2 separate regions of the Sus scrofa genome follow, and region 1 is linked to region 2. A link is a contact called in public Hi-C data. All regions are on one chromosome and are shown on one strand. The core of a region is the stretch at or near the end of the contact, and the rest is flanking DNA. Distances in the headings are between cores, read along the strand shown. Region 1 overlaps STAM (signal transducing adapter molecule 1). Region 2 holds the start of HACD1 (very-long-chain (3R)-3-hydroxyacyl-CoA dehydratase 1).

Region 1 (4,645 bases), core at 1,363-3,862, 73 kb before region 2:
GAACTAATGGTGTAGTCAGTATACTATACACTGTTATCTGTCAAGCAAAAAAACTTTTATTTTTTTCTCTAAACGTTAATTTTCGAAAGTTTCACATTTTACAAAAACAAAGCTATTCCAAATAATCTCAAATGTATTTGAGAATTCAAACTGAAATACTTGAGTTTTTAAAAGCCTACCTGAGAACCAGAAACACCAGATGACTGAATGTAATACTGTTGATTCTGTAGTTTTGCATACATGGAATACATTGGGTCTTCATTCATCAACTTGGTGTACAAGGAAAGTGCCTCCATCACTTTCCCATTGAGTTCAGAGAGTTCTGAATGCTTCCTGAAATATTATACGGTAACATGAAACACAACTGCTATCTAAATGACACAATGTTCTAGATAATAAGATGCATCAAAATAGCAAAATTTGTAAGAAGTGGTATAGGTAGACATTATTAAAAAATGTAACCTCATGACAAAAAATACCCTATAGTTTAGCTCCAAGGCAACTAAAATTGTTTAAGATTTAGGTACTGTGCTGGAAGAACTCCAGCTTTTTGTTCTTGACTTTACCTCAAAATATCCAGTTTCTCTACTAATTAACAGATGGGTCATTTGTGGGCTCTGATAATGCCACTTACAGCAAATATGATTAACAACAGTTACCTCTTATTTTAAAAAAAGACTAACATAGTCAAAGTTAAATAAATCCTCACCTACAAAAAACAGGGGACAAACATCTAATTCCCACATCTAATAGAAAACAAGTGAATGAGAACTGGCGTATCTTTAAAAAAATAAAATAAAATACAAGGGAGCTCTATTTCAATGCACAGCCTAGCAAGACATGTAGGGAAGAAGGTACACAGTACAGATACAGCATCTGCTTTTACCTGTCAATATCTTCCAGCTTTTCATCAATGAGAGGTCCCATCTGGTGACACATGGCTAAGATGACAAAATTCGAAGAAATATAAGAAAATGTAGCAAAAGAAAGTGAGTTATGGATATTTGTATAATTTAAAGACATAAAAGATCTAATTTGAAATAATAAAAATTCTATTATAATGGGAGTTCCCATAGTGGCTCAGTGGTGATGAACCCACCTAGTACTCACGAGGACACGGTCCGATCCCTGGCCTCACTCATTGGGTAAAGGATCCAACATTGCCGTGAGCTGCAGTGTAGGTCGAAGATGTGGCTCGGATCCTGTGTTGCTGTGGCTGTGGTGTAAGCTGGCAGCTGCAGCTCCAATTCAATTAACCTTAGCCCAGCAAATCCAAGATTGATTTTCCTGGGTATTTATAATGTCAATACTTTTTTTCTTTTTGTCTTTTTAGGGCCACGCCTGAGGCATATGGAAGTTCCCAGGATAGGTGTCAAACTGGAGCTGTAGCTGCTAGCCTACAACCACAGCCATAGCACCGCAGGATCTGAACCTCATTTTTTACCTACACTACAGCTCACGGCAACCCCAGATCCTTAACCCACTGAGCGAGGCCAGGGATCGAACCCACATGCTCATGATACGAGTTGGGTTCACTACTATTGAGCCACAATGGGAACTCCTAACATCAATATTTTAGATTGATCATACAGATCTCAGAAAATTTTTAACACCAATTTCTATTTCACAACATTAAAAAAATGCTGAATAAGATCTTTTTTTTGTCTTTTTGCTATTTCTTGGGACGCTCCCACAGCATATGGAGGTTCCCAGGCTAGGAGTCTAATCGGAGCTGTAGCCACCGGCCTACGCCAGAGCCACAGCAACACGGGATCCGAGCCGCGTCTGCAACCTACACCACAGCTCACGGCAACGCCGGATCGTTAACCCACTGAGCAAGGCCAGGGATCGAACCCGCAACCTCATGGTTCCTAGTCAGATTCGTTAACCACTGAACCATGACGGGAACTCCAAGATCTTTAATTTGGGTAGAAAAGTGTAATAATCTGAATTCTACCAAAGGTTTAAATTGCATATGGATGGGAAACTGTTCACAAAACAGTGAGAAATGTTGATATTCTTTATATCATTCTCAATTTTATTTAAATACAAAACTACCTGTAAGAGAACACTAGATACAACCTCTTATTACTCCTTATTTGCAAGGCAAATGGAAAATAAGGCTCACCTTCAAGATGAAGTAACTCTGGAAGATCCGGCTGGTCATCACTGGGATCTGTGCTTTGCAACATCTGCAGCAATTGGTCCATTTTATCCTATAGGAATTAAACAGTTAATATAAAAAACAACAAATCTCTATGGGAAAAAACCTTCTCACCTCATTAATTAGATAATGGGTAGAGAAGGCTTATAATTCATACATACAAAGAATTCACTTTTCTTCTAGGTAAGTACTATCCATGTATTCACTTTAGAATCATGTGAAGTCAGAGCCTTGAAAGCTATTCCTACTTATTTTGGAAACTGCTAAGAGAAATTCTCCCAAAAGAGAAGAAACAGAGGAACACCTCAACTTACAACATGTGAGTTCTTTAGTCTCTTAGGTCATGCTAGTGGATTTCTGTCACTGCTTTGGAGCAGCTGTAGCCTGGCCAAGCTGACAGCCGTAACTGCTCTCTCAAGAAGGCACGGCTTATGACTAACAAGTCCGTTATGACTCCACCACGGAGAACACAGCAGCTGTTTCAGCGAAGCTCAGCTCAGCTATATTACAGCTGTTCTCCTTTTAAGTGGCACCAGAAGCAGTGAGTCTACATTCTCTATCCACCAAAGTATCAGTTTGTCACCAAAAAAAAGGAGGAAGATTTGTAGTTTCTCTATCCTCCTATGTGAAAGGGCAGAAGGCATCTTAAAGCAGTGATTCACATGTATCTCAGAATCTTTGGTTCTAAGACCAACAGAACTTATGCAGCCATCATTACAGAAAGACATACATTATATTAGTATAGATATATCTGTAGGTACAGCTCTCATGTACTAACGAATACTAACATAATAATTACAAACTTTTCTCCATTTGTGGTTTTTACTTATTTATGCTACTAAGCATAGCTACATAAGGTTAATAATTTCAAGACTACCAATTCGAAGCAAAATAGTTATTTAAACCAAAACAAAACTCTACAGTCTGCACAGGGGAACAGTTTGAGAAATAAGTTAATCACTAGAGTGAACGTGACACAGGTATATTAAAAAAAAAACTCTTCTCAAGTCAAAAGAATTTTGTAGTTTGAAATAGGCATTCATTTTTCAACATAAAAGACTCATAATTTTCACTTTAAGTGGTCTGAAAAAAAAAGGTACATGTCAGAAGTTCCCTGCTGGCTCAGTGGGTTAATAAGGATCCAGCACAGTTGCGGTGTTGGTTCAGTCCCCGGCCAGAGAACTTCTGCATGCTGCAATTACAGCCAAAGAAAGGCGGGGGGTGGGGGGGGGAGGCACATATCAGAAAGGTTTGCCTGCAAACAAACAAACAAACAAAAAGGAGGTGGGGATAAAATGGGAGTGAGAATCAACTAACACATGGGTAGCTTTTGTTCTGTTTACAGAATACTACACTGTATTTGAAATTACCTACTCTCACAGAAATAAGGTTTCTAGATAGAGCAACAGTCTGAGCCTACATGCGTTTTCCGATGTAATGATATTGGCCAAACCCCACATATTCCTTGGCTCTCAGCACAGTTTTCTATAAAAGCAGAAGAGCATTCTGTTTCTCTAAAAGAGCACTCTTCAACCTTTCTGCTTCTGGTTCCCCTAAAAAAAGGCTAAAAGGCTTACAAATCCCTTCACGTGTTTTAAAGACGACATCTCATTTTTCACCAGTAGTTTAAAATGTTACAAAGAAGTTCCCACTGTGGTGCAGCAAGATCAGCGCTGTCTCTGTAGTGCCAGGACACAGCTTCATTCCCCACCCGGCACAGCGGGGTAAGGATCTGGTATTGCCATAGCTGCAGCACAGGTTGAACTGTGGCTCGGATCTGATCCTTAGCCCAGGAACTCCACATGCCTCAGGGCGGCCAAAAAAGAATAAACAAGTAAATAAAAATAACAAACACATAAATATTATTAAAAAATAAAAAGTGACAAAGAATAGAATTTTCAGAGAATACGGATATTAAAAAAATAAAAGTCTCATGTTCTTTTGAATACATTCCCCCCCCAAAATCTCATTACGACTGTGTTTGTAATGGTAAAAAAAAAAAAAAAAAAAAAAAGAGCCACAGAAAAAAAAAAAAGAGCTAACAACAGAATGACGAAGCGATAAATCCATTCTATGGGGGTGAGCAATGAGATCCGGCTGTGTAAAACTGGGAACTATATCTAGTCATTTATGATGGAGCCTAATAATGCGAGAAAAAAGAACGTATATATGTATGTGTGAGGGGGTCACCATGCTGTACAGTAGAAAATTAACAGAACACTGTAAACCAGCTATAATGGAAAAAAAAAATCATTACATAAAAAATCCATTCTATGGGATGTTAAACAGGAATTAAAAATAACAAGTTACAACCACATGTACTGAGATGGTCAGAATGGGACTAGAAAGGAACTTTCGAGGAGAATTTCTGCTTTGTCAATATTGTTTGAATTTTTATAGAAGCAAAATACATGCATTAATCAAGCACTGAATTTTATTAAAGGAGAGAAGAAACCCATTTCAACTTCAATGCCGAGTATG
Region 2 (4,972 bases), core at 1,625-4,124:
CGTCGTGGCGCAGTGGTTAACAAATCCGACTAGGAACCATGAGGTTGCGGGTTCGGTCCCTGCCCTTGCTCAGTGGATTAACGATCCGGCGTTGCCGTGAGCCGTGGTGTAGGTCGCAGACGAGGCTTGGATCCCGCGTTGCTGTGGCTCTGGTGTAGGCTGGTGGCTACAGCTCCGATTAGACCCCTAGCCTGGGAATCTCCATATGCTGTGGGAGCGGCCCAAGAAATAGCAAAGAGACAAAAAAAAAAAAAAGTTTTATTGAAGTAGAGTTGATTTACAATGTTCTGATAATTTCTGCTGTACAACGAAGTGATTCAGTCATACATGGACACACATCCATTCTCTTTCAGCTTCTTTTCTCACAAAGATTATCACAAAATATTAGGTGGACTTCCCCATGCTCTCCAACAGGTCCCTGTTGGCCAGTCATTCCACATACTTCACTGTGTAATATTTTTTGGCCACCACTTGGCAGATGGAGTTCCAAGGCCAGGAATTAAATCTGAGTCTCAGTTTCGACCTATGCAGGATTCTTTAAACCACTGTGCTAAGCTGGGGATTGAACCTGCGTCTTGGCTCTGCAGAGATGCCACCAATCCTGTTGTGTCACAGTGGGAATTCCTATTTCCCTTTTTTAATGGTGTCTTTGGGATAATAGAACATTTTGATGAAGTCCCATCTGTCTTTTATGATTAATGCTTTTTTTCCCCCTCATTGTATCTAAGAAATCTTTGCCTTCCCCAAGATCACAAAGATTCTGTTTTCTTCTACAAGTTTTCAAGTTTTAGCATTTATGTTTAGGTTTATGATCCATATCAATTCAACACTCGTCTGTGAGGCAAGGGTCAAGGTCTTTTTTTTCTTCTAATGTGGACATCCAGTTGTTTCAGCACCTTATTAAAAAGGCTTACCTCTGCATCTTTGTTGACCATCCGTTGACCATACGTACGGAGATCTGGACTCTCTTCATTGGTCCGTATGTCTGTCCTTGCGCCTACCACATTGTCTTGTAAACTGCAGTTTTATACAAAGTCTTGAAAACAGGTATGTATGTATGTATTCCAACTTTGTTCTTCCTATACATTTCTGTAAATATTTAAGAGTTATCTTGTCAAATTAAAAAATATTCTGCTGGGATTTGAGGAAAATTTAGTTTAATAATTTGGGACTTCCAGTTCATGAACATGGAATAGCTATTTATTTAGGTCTTTACTTTCCCTTGATGGTGATTTATAGTGTTTAGCGCACAAGTCTTGCACATGTTTTGTTAAATTTATCCCTCTATATTTCATGTTTTGGGATCCCGATAAGCATTAGATAGTTTTACATTAAATTCCTACCTTTTCTACAGCATATAAAAGGATTGATTTTTGTTACACTGATCTTGTATCCTGCAACGAGTTCCAGCAGCTTTTCTATGGATTCCTTAGGCTTCTCTAAGAATACAACGTTGTCACTTGCAAATAGTTTTACTGATTTCCCAGCGTGAATGCCTTTAAAAACAGGTCATAGTTTTCATCAAATTTGAACAATTTGCAGCCAGTATTTTTTCCCAGCCACATCTCAGACTTCCCCTCCCCTATTGGAATGTCTTCCGGTCTTCCTCAAAATTATCTAAGATCCCCGGATGGGGCTGGTAGTGCAGCCTAGGGGAGGTGCCCAGAGCCAGGTGCACCAAGTACAACTTTCTTCCTTTTGCTGTGCTCTGGACCCTCTCATTCACCTGGAGATGACTCTCCACACAGAGGAGCTTCCTGGACTCAGGTCCCTGTGGTCTTTGGTTGTGGTCCCTGGCCCCAGGCCAGGCTCAGGTTCCAGGACAACCCAAGAAGCTGATCGCTTCCCTGGCCTGGTGCAGACTTTCCTTCACTGAATCAACGGAGATCCGAGTTGCCACAATCGTGCTAACACACTGATTTGCAGGTGACTCAAACGGTTCCAGGCCTGGAAGTGCTTAAATCTCACAACCCCATGAGGCCGGTTTTTAAATGATCCCGGTAGAGGAAATTGAGGCATAAGAGCGATTTAGTTGCCCGAGCTCAGGCAGCTACTAAGACTGGTGGAGCTTGGAATTTAGGGTTTGAATTTCAGTAATCTGACTCCAGAGCCTGCCTTCTTAACTGTGTGCTTTAAGGGGAAAGAGAAAAGAGCTCTTAGGAAAAGGCATGTATGTTTGGAGGAAGATTGTAGGAAAAAAAAAAAAAAAAGAGAGAGAGCGAGAGAATGGATAACAGTGGGATATCACGTTTCCTGCAAGAAAGCGTCTTCTTAGCCTTATATCTGTCGATTGTCTTTACCTGTTCAAACTTTCCTCCTTCGGTGTCTCGTCATGTCCTGTTTCCTCCAGCTTCCCTCTTATCCGCCCACCCCCCAATCCCGCGCTGCCTAGCACTCAATGCCCTTAGAACACTGGCTCCAGTGCAATCCACGCAGGTGGGACAATTTGATTGCGGGCCCCTCGTCCCCATACATGCCCTACAGGCAGGGAAAATGGTGAAGTGGGCGCTTCTTCCCCAGAACCTCTTAAGAAAGAGTCTTTGGCGGGAAGCTACCACCGTCCCTCTCCACAAACAATCTCTGCAAAGCCTGGGCGGGGCCCGGTCAAGTCCAGGTGTATTTCCACTAAATGCACTAGCAGGGCCCCCGTCGCCAGTGTCGAGAAGCCCCGATGTGTCTAACAGTGGGTTCCGCAGGCTAGCAAGGCGGAGGTTTTCCCGAAAGCGGAAACGGCACTGCAGCCTCCAGATCATACCTAAGGGCTCGCGCCCCCGCGCCCAGGCCCGGCGGCCCGGTCCCCACGCGACGCGCGCTCCCGCAGGCCGTGGGCAGGACCGGGGGCGGAGTGGGCAGGACCCGGGACGGGGGGTCGGGAGGGGCGGGGCGGTGGCCGGGGGCGCCCGCCCCTCCCACTGCGGGCGGCCGGGCTGGCGGCACTGAGCCCCCTGCGCGCGGCACATGGGGCGCCTGACAGAGGCGGCGGCAGCGGGCGGCGGCGCTTCAGAGGCGCGCTCGGCCGGGCCCCCTCCCACTCCCCTGCCCCTGTCGTCCACCTCCCCCGGGTGCGCGGCCACCATGGCGTCCAGCGAGGAGGACGGCGCCAACGGCGGCTCCTCCGAGGCCGGCGAGGAGAGGGAGGCCGCGGGCAAGAGGAGGCGCCTGGGCTTGTTGGCCACCACCTGGCTCACCTTCTACAACATCGCTATGACCGCGGGGTACGTGCGCCCCGAAGGGCCCTCCCCGCGCCGCTGCCCCCCGACATTCCGCGCTCCGGCCGCCGGCGGGGCGGCGTGGGGCGCTGGGCTCCCTGGAGGGGTCGCCTAGCGGGCCGGGGGCGCCTGTGCGCGTGCGTCCAGGGCGGCCGGGTGGTCGCGGTGTAGGAACGGGGAGCGGGTGGCGGCCGTGGGGGAGGGGCGCTGTCGCCTACGCCGCCACCGTCGCCGGGCTTGAATGGAGCGGAGCGGGGCGCGCGGGGGGCGGCGGGGGGGGCCGGGGCCCTGCTTCCCGGGCATTGCCTAATACGGTGCACGGTGTGGCGCGGCGGCCGCGGGGCGCGGGCCGGAGGTTAAGTATAGACCCGGGCAGGAATGCGGGGCCGACTCGCGGGGGAGGCGGCTCGGGCCCGGCCACACCGGGCGCCGCCGCTGCTGCAGCTCCTGGTGCACAAACGCCGGGTCCCGCCACCCCGGAGCCCAAAGCTGCCCGGCCGGTGGCCCAAACCCGCTTCCTCGGCCCCTGGCCTCTGGAGTGAATTTCCTTGTGCTCCCGATCTCTGGGCAGAGTGTTCCTAAAGGTTCATATCATCGCATTTTTTTTTTTTTTAAGTAATAGTGAGCCCGACAGCTTCTTACTTGGGTCGATTTTCAAAAACCCTACCTTATCGGAGCATGGCACTTGTGTCCAGCATCTTGAGGGCTCCATGACAGATAGGCTGTACTTTTATTTCTGGCTTTGAGTGTGACTTACAAGTTAAGGTTACACAATGACTATCACTGCAAAGAGCTCTCACAGTGGCTTGGGTCCACCGCTTTTCAAAACCTGCTTGGGAAAATGCTTTCCGGTGTCTAAATGGCATTGCCGTTTAAAAAAGTTATTTTCCTGTTGTCTCATGAAATTATTATTAACTTGTATAAATGTGGGGGAAGTTAAACTTCTCTAGGGCTTGTAGAAAAAGGTGATTGACAAAGATTTAGTAAATGATTTGACACAGCACTGAATACCTATTTTGTGCTTCATATTAATTATAGTTGGTTAAAAATATTAACATTTATTGGAAATTCTGTGTGCCAGGCACAGGGTCTGTTACTTGAAACGTAAGGGACATTTTTGACCCTCTCCAAACCTCTGAGGGCTGCAGGATATTACAGTTAGTAGAATGGGAAACTGAGGCACAAACACGCTAAGTAGCTTGCTCAAGTTCACACAACCGCAAGAGTGAGACTTGGATTTCAGCGCAGACAGACTGACTCTGGAGCCATACTACTACTTTTTTACACTATTAAATTTCGCGATTTTTAAGAAGTTTTATTGAAGTATAGTTGATTTATAATGTGTTAATTACTGCTGTAGAGCAAAGGGATTCAGTTGTATTATATCCATTCTCTTTCAGATTCTTTTCCAATAAAGATTATCACAGAATATTGATTAGAGAGCCCTGTGCTGTACAACAGATCTTGAAAGAGAAAACTAATATATTCAGAGCTACTGGAGAACCGTTGAAGACACACTGTGTGCTGCAGCCTTTCGATAACCTGGAGGCTGAAAAATTCCCTCTCCTCTCTGCTAATCTCATCCAATTAATAAACACTTGGGGACACCTGCCATTTATTAATGGTCTGCTGTCCCTTTCCTTTCCAGAACACTCTCCCTTTTGAAGGCCAGGTTACCTTTGAAAAAATGAGACTCGATGCATAACTCTGGTTTAAAGCTTTGGGTGACACCCCATTAACCTCCGCTGTAATGGAAGGGATTT

Evidence for each region. Hi-C and Micro-C count contacts between places; a contact is called where the count stands out from the background.
Region 1: a contact with region 2 is called in a Hi-C map of embryonic fibroblasts, with 4 times the contacts expected there. The contact joins the enhancer-like site here to the promoter of HACD1 in region 2. A contact is called at or near these places in 2 of 5 promoter capture datasets (fetal liver and fetal skeletal muscle), 9 of 47 Hi-C or Micro-C datasets (alveolar macrophages, embryonic fibroblasts, mesenteric adipose tissue and 4 more) and 2 of 2 datasets of contacts at active chromatin or transcription factors (alveolar macrophages and skeletal muscle).

Annotation. Positions count from the first base shown.
Region 1 is chr10:44,000,633-44,005,277 of Sscrofa11.1, reverse strand. It overlaps STAM (signal transducing adapter molecule 1), which reads right to left. Exons shown (of 16, transcript XM_021064813.1): 10 at 2,129-2,216; 11 at 887-941; 12 at 180-333. Among named protein-coding and RNA genes, the nearest start is that of TMEM236, 52 kb to the left of the region's middle. Within about 2 kb of position 2,612, at least 10 of the 83 cell types and tissues checked have an H3K27ac peak or open chromatin away from gene starts, as enhancers often do. A contact at or near this core is called in alveolar macrophages, embryonic fibroblasts, fetal skeletal muscle and 1 more, where this site is marked.
Region 2 is chr10:43,927,343-43,932,314 of Sscrofa11.1, reverse strand. It overlaps HACD1 (very-long-chain (3R)-3-hydroxyacyl-CoA dehydratase 1), which reads left to right and starts at 2,874. Exons shown (of 7, transcript XM_013980233.2): 1 at 2,874-3,215. The coding sequence starts at 2,959.